Linked DNA regions of Mus musculus: region 1 is linked to region 2. The links are chromatin contacts, called in public promoter capture Hi-C maps. All regions are on one chromosome and are shown on one strand. The core of a region is the stretch at or near the end of the contact, and the rest is flanking DNA. Distances in the headings are between cores, read along the strand shown. Region 1 overlaps Mllt1 (myeloid/lymphoid or mixed-lineage leukemia; translocated to, 1). Region 2 overlaps Ndufa11 (NADH:ubiquinone oxidoreductase subunit A11).

Evidence for each region. Promoter capture Hi-C pulls out the DNA fragments that hold promoters and counts their contacts.
Region 1: a contact with region 2 is called in a promoter capture Hi-C map of hippocampal neurons, with 2.4 times the contacts expected there. The contact joins two enhancer-like sites. A contact is called at or near these places in 6 of 39 promoter capture datasets (embryonic stem cells, hippocampal neurons, liver and 2 more), 1 of 484 Hi-C or Micro-C datasets (embryonic stem cells), 8 of 115 datasets of contacts at active chromatin or transcription factors (embryonic stem cells and pro-B cells) and 3 of 9 other capture datasets (adipose tissue, liver and pancreatic islet).

The regions. Positions count from the first base shown.
Region 1 is chr17:56,894,189-56,900,159 of GRCm38.p6, forward strand. It overlaps Mllt1 (myeloid/lymphoid or mixed-lineage leukemia; translocated to, 1), which reads right to left. Exons shown (of 12, transcript NM_022328.2): 6 at 5,581-5,971; 7 at 3,192-3,279; 8 at 2,021-2,129; 9 at 811-910; 10 at 643-714; 11 at 479-550; 12 at 1-402. The coding sequence ends at 274. Among named protein-coding and RNA genes, the nearest start is that of Acsbg3, 22 kb to the left of the region's middle. Within about 2 kb of position 3,648, at least 94 of the 459 cell types and tissues checked have an H3K27ac peak or open chromatin away from gene starts, as enhancers often do. A contact at or near this core is called in hippocampal neurons, where this site is marked.
Region 2 is chr17:56,724,081-56,729,898 of GRCm38.p6, forward strand. Ndufa11 (NADH:ubiquinone oxidoreductase subunit A11) reads left to right here. Exons shown (of 4, transcript NM_027244.1): 4 at 1-168. Among named protein-coding and RNA genes, the nearest start is that of Ndufa11, 9.2 kb to the left of the region's middle. Within about 2 kb of position 4,236, at least 47 of the 459 cell types and tissues checked have an H3K27ac peak or open chromatin away from gene starts, as enhancers often do. A contact at or near this core is called in hippocampal neurons, where this site is marked.

The sequences.
Region 1 (5,971 bases), core at 2,398-4,897, 170 kb after region 2:
CAGAGAGGCCCAGGCAGTAATCTGCCATTCAGTCCCACCCACAATGGACAACTGGCAGGGACTAAGTGAGGGGCTGCAGGCCACGTGTGTCCTATGTCACCCCACCCTGTGTGTGGCCTGCAGCACCCCTTCATCACCAACCACTGAGGGGTACTGGGGCACCATGGTTAGTTGGGGGTGGTACCGGGAGCGGAAGCCATGGCGGGCCAGCCCTCATGCCCAGCCCCTCCCGTGCCCACCATGCCCACCGTGGCTCCACAGTGGCAGCCGGGGTCATGTGGCCACGGCCTCCAGGCAGCTCTGCAGCTTGCGAACAGTGCTTTCATCCAAGGAGAAAAGGTCAAAGTCGAAGGTGGTGTTGGTGACATTGAAGTGGCCAGTCTCCTCGATCAGATTGACAATCTGTAAGGCGGGTGGGATGGATTCAGGGAACTGCTCTGGGTACCAATGCCCAGGCCTGAAAGGAGGGGCTCAGTACCTGCTGCAGCACATTGCGCTCGCGCAGAGCCATCAGTCTCCGGTGCAGCTCCACCAGCTCATCCGTGTAAGCCTGGGGAGAAGCACGGCAGTGGGCCGGGGGCACCAAGTGGAGCCCAGCTCCAGGCACCACCTGTCCACACCCTCAGGCCCACACAGACCCACCTTGTCATAGGTAGCCTTCTTCAGCATCTTTTCGGGCTTGCTGCAGGGCTCGGGGCTCCTCCGACCAGACACCTGTGGGGACCCCGGACCCGTGAGCTGCATGCAGCACGCATTCCTCAGACCTCCCAGTATAGCCACGGAAGCGGCTGAGAGCCGGACTCCACTCACCTTGCTGCTGGGAGGGGGCGGCTTCTGGGGAGGCAGGGGCTCACGGCCAGGCAGGCAGGAGTCTGCGCTGTTGTCACTCTCGCTGTCACTGAAGCTTAGCCTGGAGAGCAGTGGGGCGGTGTTAGAGGTAACATGTTCACGCCTTCCCACCCAGCTCTGAGCACCAGGACCATCAGACTTCCCTCTCGCTGCTTCATGAGAACCTATGGCTGACCCTCCATATCCCAGTAACCAGAGACCATGGGGGCAAGCCTCAGACCCTGCTGTAGTCCTGCAAAGCAGGTTGTACAAGGGTTACACAGAATGATGTGCAGCCCGGGTACCCGAGTGTCAGATGTGCTTAGCCCACAGTGGGTAGGATTACTGAATCACACTGCACCAGCAGGTCTGAGTAGTCAACCCCCACCCCCGACTCTTAGCTCCATAAGCTCAGTGAATGTGCAAGAAGCTCTTGGGGACCCCAGGTAAGCATTGCAACACAGTAGTCTCCTGACACGCTAACTGGCTCCAGCGTTAGTTCTTGCACCATGTGGGCTTTGGGGTCAAACCTAGGTTCCTCAGGACTGGTGGCAAGTGACTTTACCCATTAAGCCAGCCACCAGGGCACTTCCTCCCTCAGCTCCCACAGTCAGTTGGTTTTATATCCAGGGCTCCTGCTCTGTGGCTGCAAGCCAGGCTCTAGGTCAGACTGTTACCAGGCAAGCACAACCTCAGCTTCCCCTCGCTTTTGCCTCTCTCTGTGCTCAACAGCTGGGGATGCTGGACCTTGGACCTCCTTAGGGAGCATGCCAGCACCTCGTGTGTGCGTGCGTGTGTGCGTGTGTGTGTGTGTGTGTGTACTCTACCTGCAGTGAACTCGTAAGCACACTACTCTACAGCAGGGCCAATGGAGCCCTGGGGTGCTATCCATCTCTAGCTCTGCCTGTCACAGCCTAGTGTTCAGCTTATTGGAGGCCTAGAAAGAGAGACCCCCTAGATGTCCCATTCTGGGGACCTGGGGTAAGGACCTGGGAGAAGCCTACAACTCCCCTACCCTGGCTAGCATGGGAAGCTGACTCCCATCCTCCAGGATTCCTGTCATGTCCAGCTTCCCACAGGTAGCTAACCTTACTCTACAGTGTAGTGTGGATGCCAGCGAAGGCCATGCTGAAAAGGAAAGCCTGGCCAACTCCCAGTCCCCGAGCCCGCCCTAGCAGTGCTGCCCACACACCTGGACTCCCGGCCTGGGTTGGCCTTGCCGGTGTTCTCCTCTCCTGACGATGAGTCATCCTCATCAGAGCCCTCAGACTGCAGGTCCTCCACCATGGAGCGCAGGGGTCCTGAGGGCAAATGGAGGGGAGAGCTGAGCCTCTGGCTGCCTCCCCCAGGGCCACCCCAGACTCATCACCACCTGTGGGGTCCCTCTGGCCAACAGCAGGTTCCCCACCCCTACCTTCCTGGCCTTCCTCATAGGCTTCAGGTTCCTGGTCTGCTAGTGGCCTGTAAGATCCCTCCATCACAGCAGCCAAAGGCTCAGAACCCAAGTGGGCCAGCAAGGACCAGAGTCCCCGCACAGCCTGCACCCCTCTGTGAGGATGCCCAGTATTTCAGTAGCCCTACATGGTGCTCTGGTCCACCGTCCTCCCTTTTCTCCAGAGGCACCCAGTTCCAGTCCCCTACAGATGGCATCTTGGTTTATATTCCTGTTGCCAAGGCAACAGAGGGACACAAAGCCCTCAATTACCTTGGTCACATGATGTCGATTCAGCTGGTTCCCTATCCAGCAGATAAAAACCTTGGAGAGTATAGGCTTCAAGAATGCCATCCCCCAGCCAAGCTCCTGCCCCCCGAAAAGGCTGACACCATGGGAGGCAGGCAAAGGTTCCTCTGAGGCTGGTTACAGTAGCCAGCCTAGTTTCCAGTCCCTCCCTGGGGAGAACCACTAGAGTAGCCAGGCCCAGCACACAGGCTGCCATTTGATGGGCTGGCACAGGGTGGGCCTGCACTGCTGAGTGAGTCTATCAGAAGGAAGTAGGTTTCTATAGCTGCAGGTCTTTGAACCCCAGGGACTGAGCAGGCTTCTGGGCGAGCACAAGTACTTGCCATTTACAAATCCTAGACCACCAGGAGCTGACAGCGTGGGCCTCTACTGCCTCCTGGGTGTTGAGGTCAGCACAGGGGAAAGGAATGCCAGCCCAAAGGAGGGTCTGGCCCAGGGGCACTCAGCCCAGGGGTGCAAACCCAGGCTCAGTCTTTCTGAAGCAACAGGCAGACCAGACCTAGCCTGATCCTCTCCCTGGCTCATTTGTGCTCCTCCCTAGGCCAGGCCTACTGCCTTGCCTCCACTCCTGTGTCTCCTACCTCTACCCCTTCTACCAGCTCCAGCTCCCCTTCGGACCCACCTTGGCTGTGGTTCTGAGACGGCTCAAAGTCTGAGTCAGAGCTGGAGTCAGAGCTGGAGCTGGCATTAGCTGGGCTTGACTGGGCCGACTTCAGCCCACGCCAGGGCAGCACAAGAGGGAAAGAAGAGATTGTCATCTTGCAGGTCAGAGGAGGGGGTAATGAAGGGGCCAAACAGTTCAAGGCACCCAGGATAGCCTTCTGCCCCAGCTCACATAGAGCCTGAGGCTGGTGAAGACAGGAAACACAGAATTCTCAGTAAAGCTGCCTGCCTTACTGGGGGTTCAGACAATGACCAAAAGCCCAAATCCTACCCAAGCCTCACCACCACCCACCAGCCGCACAGGAGTGATGGCAGGACTGTCTGCCACAAACACCATGGAGCAGGGCACACCTTAACTGGTCTTCCTGTAGCTGCACAGGGATGAACTTAGCCACCAGGGGGCAGTGACAGCCTGGACATCACACAAGGCAGGAGGCTTCCACTGTGTGAGTGAGCCCTTCAGTGAATACTGGGAGGCAGGTGTGTGTGTGTGCGTGTGCGTTTGTGTGCGCATGACATGTGGTGTGTGAAGTGCAGTGTGTGCACTGTGTGTGGTGTGTGCTGTAGCATGTGTGTTACACATGGTGTTGGGGATGTGGCCATGACACACACACAGTTGTTACAGATACCAGCAGGTGGGATGCGAACAAGCAGCAGGGACAGCTGAGCTTAGCCCTGGGGCAGAGTGGCTACAGCCCTTCTCTTCCCCGGGTCACAGGGTCGGGTGGGAATAGGACATGCCCACTGTGGGAGAGCCCAGGATCCAGAGCTAGTCAGCCCTCAGCCCTGCCCAGAACAAGGGATAGGGAAGTGCTTGCCTACAAAAGACTTTAGCTTGGGCAAAGCGGCCTGCCTGGGAGGGAACATTCCAGACTGAAGGAAGAAACTGCCCTATGCAGGGCTCACTGGAGCCCAGCCCACTGGAGCCCAGCTGTGTGTGTATGGCTTCTTCTCACTACCTTCCTACTGGTCAGCGGGAGTGCTGAGGGAACCTGCCCTAGGCACCCATAAGTCTGCCCACTGTGAAGTTCTCAGGGTAGAACCTCACAGACCAGTCCTGGAGCCAAGGCACCCTCCCTTGCACACACCCAACCTCTTAGTTTTCCCTGGGCACAAAGTGATGAAAAACGGCTGCTATCTGGCATTGCTCCAGGTCAGGGCAGGCTCTAGATTCAAGCCTCAATTTCCCTACCTATATGGGAGTGGCTCTACAGGTCCCTGCTTGGATCAATGTCCTACCTACTAGGCTCAGGCACAAACCAGGAGCCTCAGTGGGCTTGTGGTGGTCTGCACACCACTTGCCACCGTCTCTACAGTGACCTGAGGGGCAAGGACTAATGGAATCTGGAAACATTTCTCATTAGAGAGGCCCAGGAGGTGACCAGCAGGCACCCATAGCACTACAGCTACCACACTTCTCCCATGGCCCTCGGTGGCTAGGACTGAATGGTCCAGGAACCAGAAGGGCCTGGGGTGTGGACCGCAGTGCAGAGGAGAGCGGCAAGGCCAGCAAGCTTCCAGCAGCAGCTGCTCCCTCCTCAGGGCTGCCTGTCTCTTGCCCCAGCAGCTGAGGCAGTGCTCTGACTGTTCAGCCTGCACTCGGCTCTAGCCTGGAGGCAGTGGCACCGGGAGAGGAAGTGCCCATACACTGTCCTTGCCTGGGACAAAACATCCGTGCACAGCTCTCAGGAAGGGCTGGTTCCCCAGCTGCATAAGAGCCCTGTCCTGGCGCCTGGGGGAGGAGAAGCAGAGGTCAAACCTGGCAGCCCAGTGTTTCAAGACATAGGCCCGGAGCCCAGATAGCTCCAGTGATGAGCGCTGGAAGCTACTCACAGTTCTGCTCTCGCTGAGAACTGTGGGAAGTCACTAGCACCCAATAAGCACAGTGGCAGGAGCACTAGGTTACAGAGCTCTCGACCCCAAACCAGTTCAGGATAGCCCCAAGAGCATCTTCAAAGCTTCTTACCCAGGGCCCTGACACAGGCAGGCAATTCTCTAGGAGTTGGCCAACTGCACCCTATACCTTGCCTTGTGCAGAGACAGGAAAGAGAGCTCTGTACTGTTCAGTGGCCATCCCGTACCTTCCTGATGGGGAGTAGGCCCAAGGCCCACCGGGAAAGGGAGAACACAGAGGGATGAACTCTCTGGTTAATCTTCAAGAGTCAGCAGTGTCTACCTAGTCACCAAAGCTGCCCATCCACTGAGGAGCATGAGGGCTAGAGCTGTTAACTCAAGTGCTACAAGGCCCATACCATCCAGGGACCCCAGCTACCACTGCATGGGCAGGAGAGAGCTGACCCAGGGGAGACAGCAGCCTGGCAAAGGGACAGCCACCACCCCCTGCTCACCTCTGACCGGAAGGAGGCCTCATCCTCTGAGTTTGAGTCTTCAGTCTGCAGAGTCCGCTTGGCCTCCCGAGGCTCACTCTCTGCCTTCCCCTTGTCACCTTTGCTGTTCTTGTCCCTGGCCACCTTCTTGTCAGGAAAGGAGGAAGCTCGGGGTGAGGTGCCTGGTGCACGCCGTGTCCCCTTTGACCCACTCTTTTTAGGCTTTTTGGCGCTGAGCTTCGGTGAGTCCGTGGCAGCTGGCCTCTTGCTGGAGGCCTTGGGCAGGGTAGGAGGCTGGGGCACCCCCTTGGGGGACAGGCTCTCCAGCTTGGTTTCCTTTAGGGCCATCTTGGGCTCCTTGAAGGCAGCCTTGGGCACTGGGGCCTTCTCCTCCTTGGGCAGCTTGCGTGCA
Region 2 (5,818 bases), core at 2,986-5,485:
TGGAATTATTGTCTGAGTGAGGCCTCTAGTTAGCTGCTGGCCACCAAGGCCTGAACTAGCAACCCAGGTTCAATCTCTGAAATCTACACAGCAGAAACAGAACAGGCTCCCCTGGGTTGTTCTCTGACTGTGGCACAAAGTACACAAATAAATGTGATTTTAAATGCACTGTGGGAGTCTGGCTCCTATGGAAGAGCGGCCCAGCCAGGACAGCCAGCTATCTTGGGTCAAGCCTAAGCTAAGGTATATTTCCCACAGGACAAGGCAAGTTGGGGTGGGAGCCATTCAGGCAGACTCACAGAGCATGCACGCCTGAGTCACAGGGGGGTAAGAGTGGGACACAGTGCCATCCCAGTAGTGCAGGTGGAATCAGGAGAATCATTTGTCACATAGTTTCAGGCTACCCTGGGCTACAGGAACCCTGTTTTGAAAAAAGTCAAATGAAAAAACAACAGCAAAAAAAGTCATCTTAGTAAAGCCCTCTCCTAAGGACAGACTAACCAAAGGGAAACCGAGGCACACACTGCCTGCCTTCTACTCCTGGGTCCTCCTGGAAGCACACCCCTCCCCCCACCCCCATCAGCACACAGGCAGGCCCCTCACAGCCTGCCAGGCCCCCGGGGCTTCCCAGAAGTGCTGGGTGGTCGCTGCCTCCCTCACCTCCAGAGGCCCCGTGGGCCCTAAACCTGAGCAGGGAAGGTGTGAGCCAGGTCGTGGGTGGGGAGGAAGGGGGGCTGCTGAGTATCCCGCCCACACCTGCATGGAACGGGCCGCAGCTGCCAGGGCCTAGCTCGAAACTTGCAGGCCCACTCATTAAGGAAATCACTTCTGTCTTTATGTGTCTAAAATATACTTTATGGTGTGTGTGTGTTTCAATAGGGAAAAAGGTTTCGCAGGCTGTTGAGAAGGAATCTCGGCCACCTGCCCAGTGTCCCCTTTCTCCTGTCAGCAGGCCTCGGGCCTTTGTATTTCTCTTCTCGGGCTCTACTGACCTCATCTGTTCTCTAACTGCAGCTCGGATCCCAGCGTACCGAGCATTTGGAGTCCTGCCTGCTCTTTTTAATGGCAGTATAATATTTTAGCCCTTGTAAGAGTATGCCTCCCCAATCCTCATTAAAGCCCACTCCCCAGGTAGCCTGCCCCGTGCCCACAACCTGTAAAGTGCTAATCAGTGAACAATTTTCAGTTTCCAGAGAAACAGCCTGAAGGACAGAATCCCATAAATCACCATTTTTGTTCCTTTGCTCACACAGCTCCCAGACTTGTAGGAACAGGGACATTTGTTGCCGCTGATAGGTCCTATCAAGAGCTGTTAGAACCCGAGGCCTGGCTGACCCCAGAGCCTGTGAGTGTGCAAAAGTGTCCACTGCTCTACCCTAAAACCCTCCATGTTTCACGGCTGCACTCCTCTGCCCTGTAGCTCAAGGACCACCAACTTTTCAAAGTGGCTCCTTCCACTCAGTCCATTTAAAGGGCTTCTCTAGTCTTCATGCCCACTGGCCCCTTCTTTAAAGCTGCATACTATTCCATTTTCTAGACGTACCACATAGTGCTCCGTTCACTGGGGAGGGCATGTAGATATTTGTTGTTGCCCTTGCTCTTTGCGATACAGTCTCACTGTGTGGCCTAAAACTCATCCTCCTGGCTCCACCTCCTGGGTGCAGATGCCAGCATGTGCTACTGATGGATATCCTGCCTGAAGGATATCCTGTCTGTCTCCAAATCATAGAGATCACATAAACAGTTCAACAAACAAGCCGGGCGTGGTGGCACACGCCTTTAATCCTAGCACTCGGGAGGCAGAGGCAGGTGGGTTTCTGAATTCGAGGCCAGCCTGGTCTACAAAGTGAGTTCCAGGACAGCCAGGGCTATACAGAGAAACCCTGTCTCAAAAAAACCAAAAAAAAAAAAAAAAAAAAAAAAAACCCTCAAAAAACAAAACAAAAAATCAAACAGAGGTGGGTTCAGCATGGACACAAGTTTTTATTTTCTTTGGGTAAATACTAAGAATATGACAATGGGATCCTGTGGTCACAGCAAGTTAGCTTTGTGGGAGATCACCATCGCCCCTCCTCAGTGCTGCCGAGTAAGTACCCTTGGCCCCGGGTCCTCATTTGTGCCATTGTGCCCCCCCCCCCAGCCTACTTAATGTGCATGAAGCTTCATTTATCTGTTGTTATTTGAGCCTCTTGATGGAAGCATGGTAATTATTTTTGCTATTTTAGAAGACAAGGCTCAGGCTGGAGAGGTGGCTCAGAGGTTAAGAGCACTGACTGCTCTTCTGAAGGTCCTGAGTTCAATTCCCAGCAATCACACGGTGGCTCACAACCATCCATAACAAGATCTGACACGTGTCTGAAGATAGCTACAGTGTGCTTATAAATAAATAAATCGAAGAAGAAGGAGGAGGAGAAGAGGAAGACAACAATGACGACAAGGCTCAGAGAGAATAACCACATCCCTAAGGTCACACAGCAAATGGAGAGAAAGCCAGGAATCTGACTGATGCCACAGCACTTATATCCCTGTTATATCCAGACATCCATGGAGTAAGGGGTATTGAAGCATGTTGTAGGAGTTTACTGGAAGAAGACAGGCAAGGAGCAGCATGGGAGATGGATTTAAGGACGGAAAGTGGGATGGCTAGGAGAACCCAGGGTGCTGGGTGCTCAGTCCCTTCCCTGAGCCGAGTCTCCTTCAAGTCCCCAGCACAGTTGTGAAGATCCAAATGTCCGGCTGTCACATGTGCAGCCTCACTCGGCCCCACAGACGCCCCTTTGGCAGCTAGAGGTCCAGGACCTGGTCCCCATCTGCATGGTCTGGGGACAGCCAAAGGTCATCTCTGGTCTCTCCCCTCAACATTAGAAGAAACTGAATGTGAGTGCGGGGAGCAGGGTGTGATAACTTCCTGTCCTGGGCTGGTCCTCTGAGGTCTCCCTTCCTGGTCTGCCTTCATTTCTTCTGACTCCCATTTTCCAGCCCCCTCCTACTCACACCGTCCTGACCCACACCATCCTGCCTCCCTACCCTGCCCCCACTAAGAATAAATCACCAGCAGTGTGGAGCAGGGACTGACAGGCAGGGGAGGACGGAGGAGGGTTAGAGAAGTGGCCTGCTGTCCCCTCCCATGCAGCTGGTCTCTGACACCTGACACCTGGAAAGACCATCAGTAGTCACCTGACTGACACCAAGGAGGCCTCTTTGAATGGCCCTCATTAGACACCCCTGAGGCCTGTTTTTCTGTTTTGCCTGGGACTCATAATCCTCTTGCCTCACTCAGCTTCCCGTTAGGATGACAGGTATGTGCCACTAAAGCCAGCTCGAACCTTGTTCTAAGGCTGCATGGCTCTGGGGAGCTGCAGCTGCCTGAGCTGAATTACAGGAGGAACCACAGAAGGTGAGAAATCAGAGATGGAGTCTCCCAGCACGGCAGGCTTGTGCTTGTTCCAACTGTCTGCTGGAGGTTGGGACTCCTGGCGACCCAGCGTGACTGGGAAAGTAAGCAAACTGAAGCAGATGTCCCTGATGACTGACAACCTGTCAATGGTACAGGACTAACTCTAGATCCTTCTCCAGGCAACCTTAAGCCGAGCCACGGAGATCAAAACTTGGGGACCCTGGCCCCACACCTCTTGGGAATTCGCCCAGAAAAAAACAAAGCTGCTTAGAGTAAAGTTCAGAGGTGGAGTACCTACCTAGAATCCCTCCGTGAGAGGCCAGGGGTTGTGATCAGAGGTGAAGTCCCACCCAGAATCCCCCAGGGAGGGGCTGGGGGCGTGGTCGGGGTGGAGTCCTGAATGAGGCCCTGGGTTCCTTAGCACATTAGCAGAGAGAAATACCTCTTAGCGCCCATTCAGTTCGAGTCCCCGAGCAAGGCGAGGGCCCTGTGCCTCTTCCCAGTTACATTACTCTGGTTCTTTCAGCCTTCAGGGAGCTGTTAAAGGCGATGCTGCAGTCTATGGTCCCTGGATCGAATTGGGGCTTTACCACTTTGTGGGCCCTGTGACTGTGAGCTCATTTGTGTCGCCATACCTCAGTTTTTCTGTCTGTCAAATGGAAATAATAGACCAACAATAACTATGTGGACACCCGGGTGGCTCCCTGGATCAACCGTTCTGATTTATGCCTCCTGTCTGGCCCACCATACTTACTGGCCCCGCCAGGCTCCAGCCTCCCTCCTGGCCGGCGGGGAGGGGCTGAGCGGGAAACAGGCTAATTTTAGTCCTGATGACACCCCCCTGGCTGCCAGCCCTGTGCAAACATCCCCAGTCAAGCTGGAGGTTCAAAGCGTCCCCCACCCCCAGCCCGCCGCGGAAAGATGCTGTTTATTCATTCTTGTTGGCCCAGCAGCCCCAGCCTGCCTGTGCCTGCCACCCAGGACTCTGTCCAGAACCAGTGTCGCCCCACCCGTGTCACCCTGGAAGGCCCAGCTCACCTGAGACCTCTCCAAGGCCAGCGGGGGGTGGGGGGGCGCTAAGAGCTCTCAGGGTCCAGCGGGGGGTCTCTCTGGGAGCCCAGACCCCAGAGTCTGTCCAAGCCCACTCAGACACTGTTCTTCGGAGACTTGGGGATCTAGGTCGTGCTCCACAGGTCTGGGGGTAGAGTCTGTCAAGGCCGGGAGGTTTGGGAATCAAACTTAGGATGCTCATTTATTCATTCATTCATTCATTCATTCATTCAATTTACTGAGCTCCCATTCCATCAGGAAACAATGTCAGAGACAAAGGAGTTGGTGAGATAGATGAATAAGCCAGGATAAATGATGCAAGGATTGTAGCATAGGATGCTTCTCTGAGGAGGAGCAGGCACGTTGGGGAGTGAGAGAGGATAATTTCCCCGAGTGAGGCAGGTCTCACGGAGCCCACCCAGACTGTGGCCTCCAGCTTGCTCTGTAGCTGGGGGTGGAACTTGGGGCCCCATGCATGCTGGGTGAGTCCTTTACCCACTGAGTCGCAGTCCCTGCAGCATTGGGAGGTGCACTCCACATGCGCAAAGGTCCTGGGGTCAGAACAGTGAAGAAGCAGAGGGTCCTGGGAGGGTGAAGGGCAGAGATTGGCCTTACACCCAATTCTCCTCCCATTTGGACAGGAAAGTTTCTGGAATTGTCACCATGCTGATTTGGGAGGTGACAGGTCTGAGGACTGCAGCTGGGCTGCTGAAAGGCTCAGCGGCTGGCAGGTGGATTCCAGCTGTAAATGAGAGCTTCCGGAACATTCTGAGAGTCCAGGGAAGGGGAAATTATGGCTCTCTAGAGAATGCTAATGGGATGGCAGGGCGGATGGGGACAAATTCCAGAGCATCTTCAGCACGTGGCATCTCCATACGCTCCCCATGGCGCTGGGCCTGTTGCCCAGGTTGTTGACATTCTAGCTCTTTTTTTTTTCTTATCCTAGTGTGGGGCAGGTGTCCTAGAAAAAGAAAGTCCCCCAAATAAAAGCCCTAAAAAATCCTGTGTTTTTTAACCTCTTCCTCACAGCCTCACTGTTTTCTTTCTGGCAAAATTCTTGACTCTTTCTTCCTTTCTTTCTTCCTTCCTTTCTTTCTTTCTTTCTTTCTTTCTTTCTTTCTTTCTTTCTTCCTTTCTTTCTTCCTTTCTTTCTTTCTTTTGCCTTTTCTTTCTTTCTTTCTTTCTCTTTCTTTTCTCTCTCTCTCTCTCTCTCTCTCTCTCTCTCTCTTCCCTTTCTTTCTTTCTTTCTTCTTAACTTTTCAAACCACCACACCTCTACTCCTCAAGACATGCCTGAGAGAAAGGCCCCTTTGTTCCATCCCAGCATGGTCTCTGGAATGTTCTCTGCCTCCCAGCTGCCCTGCACCTACA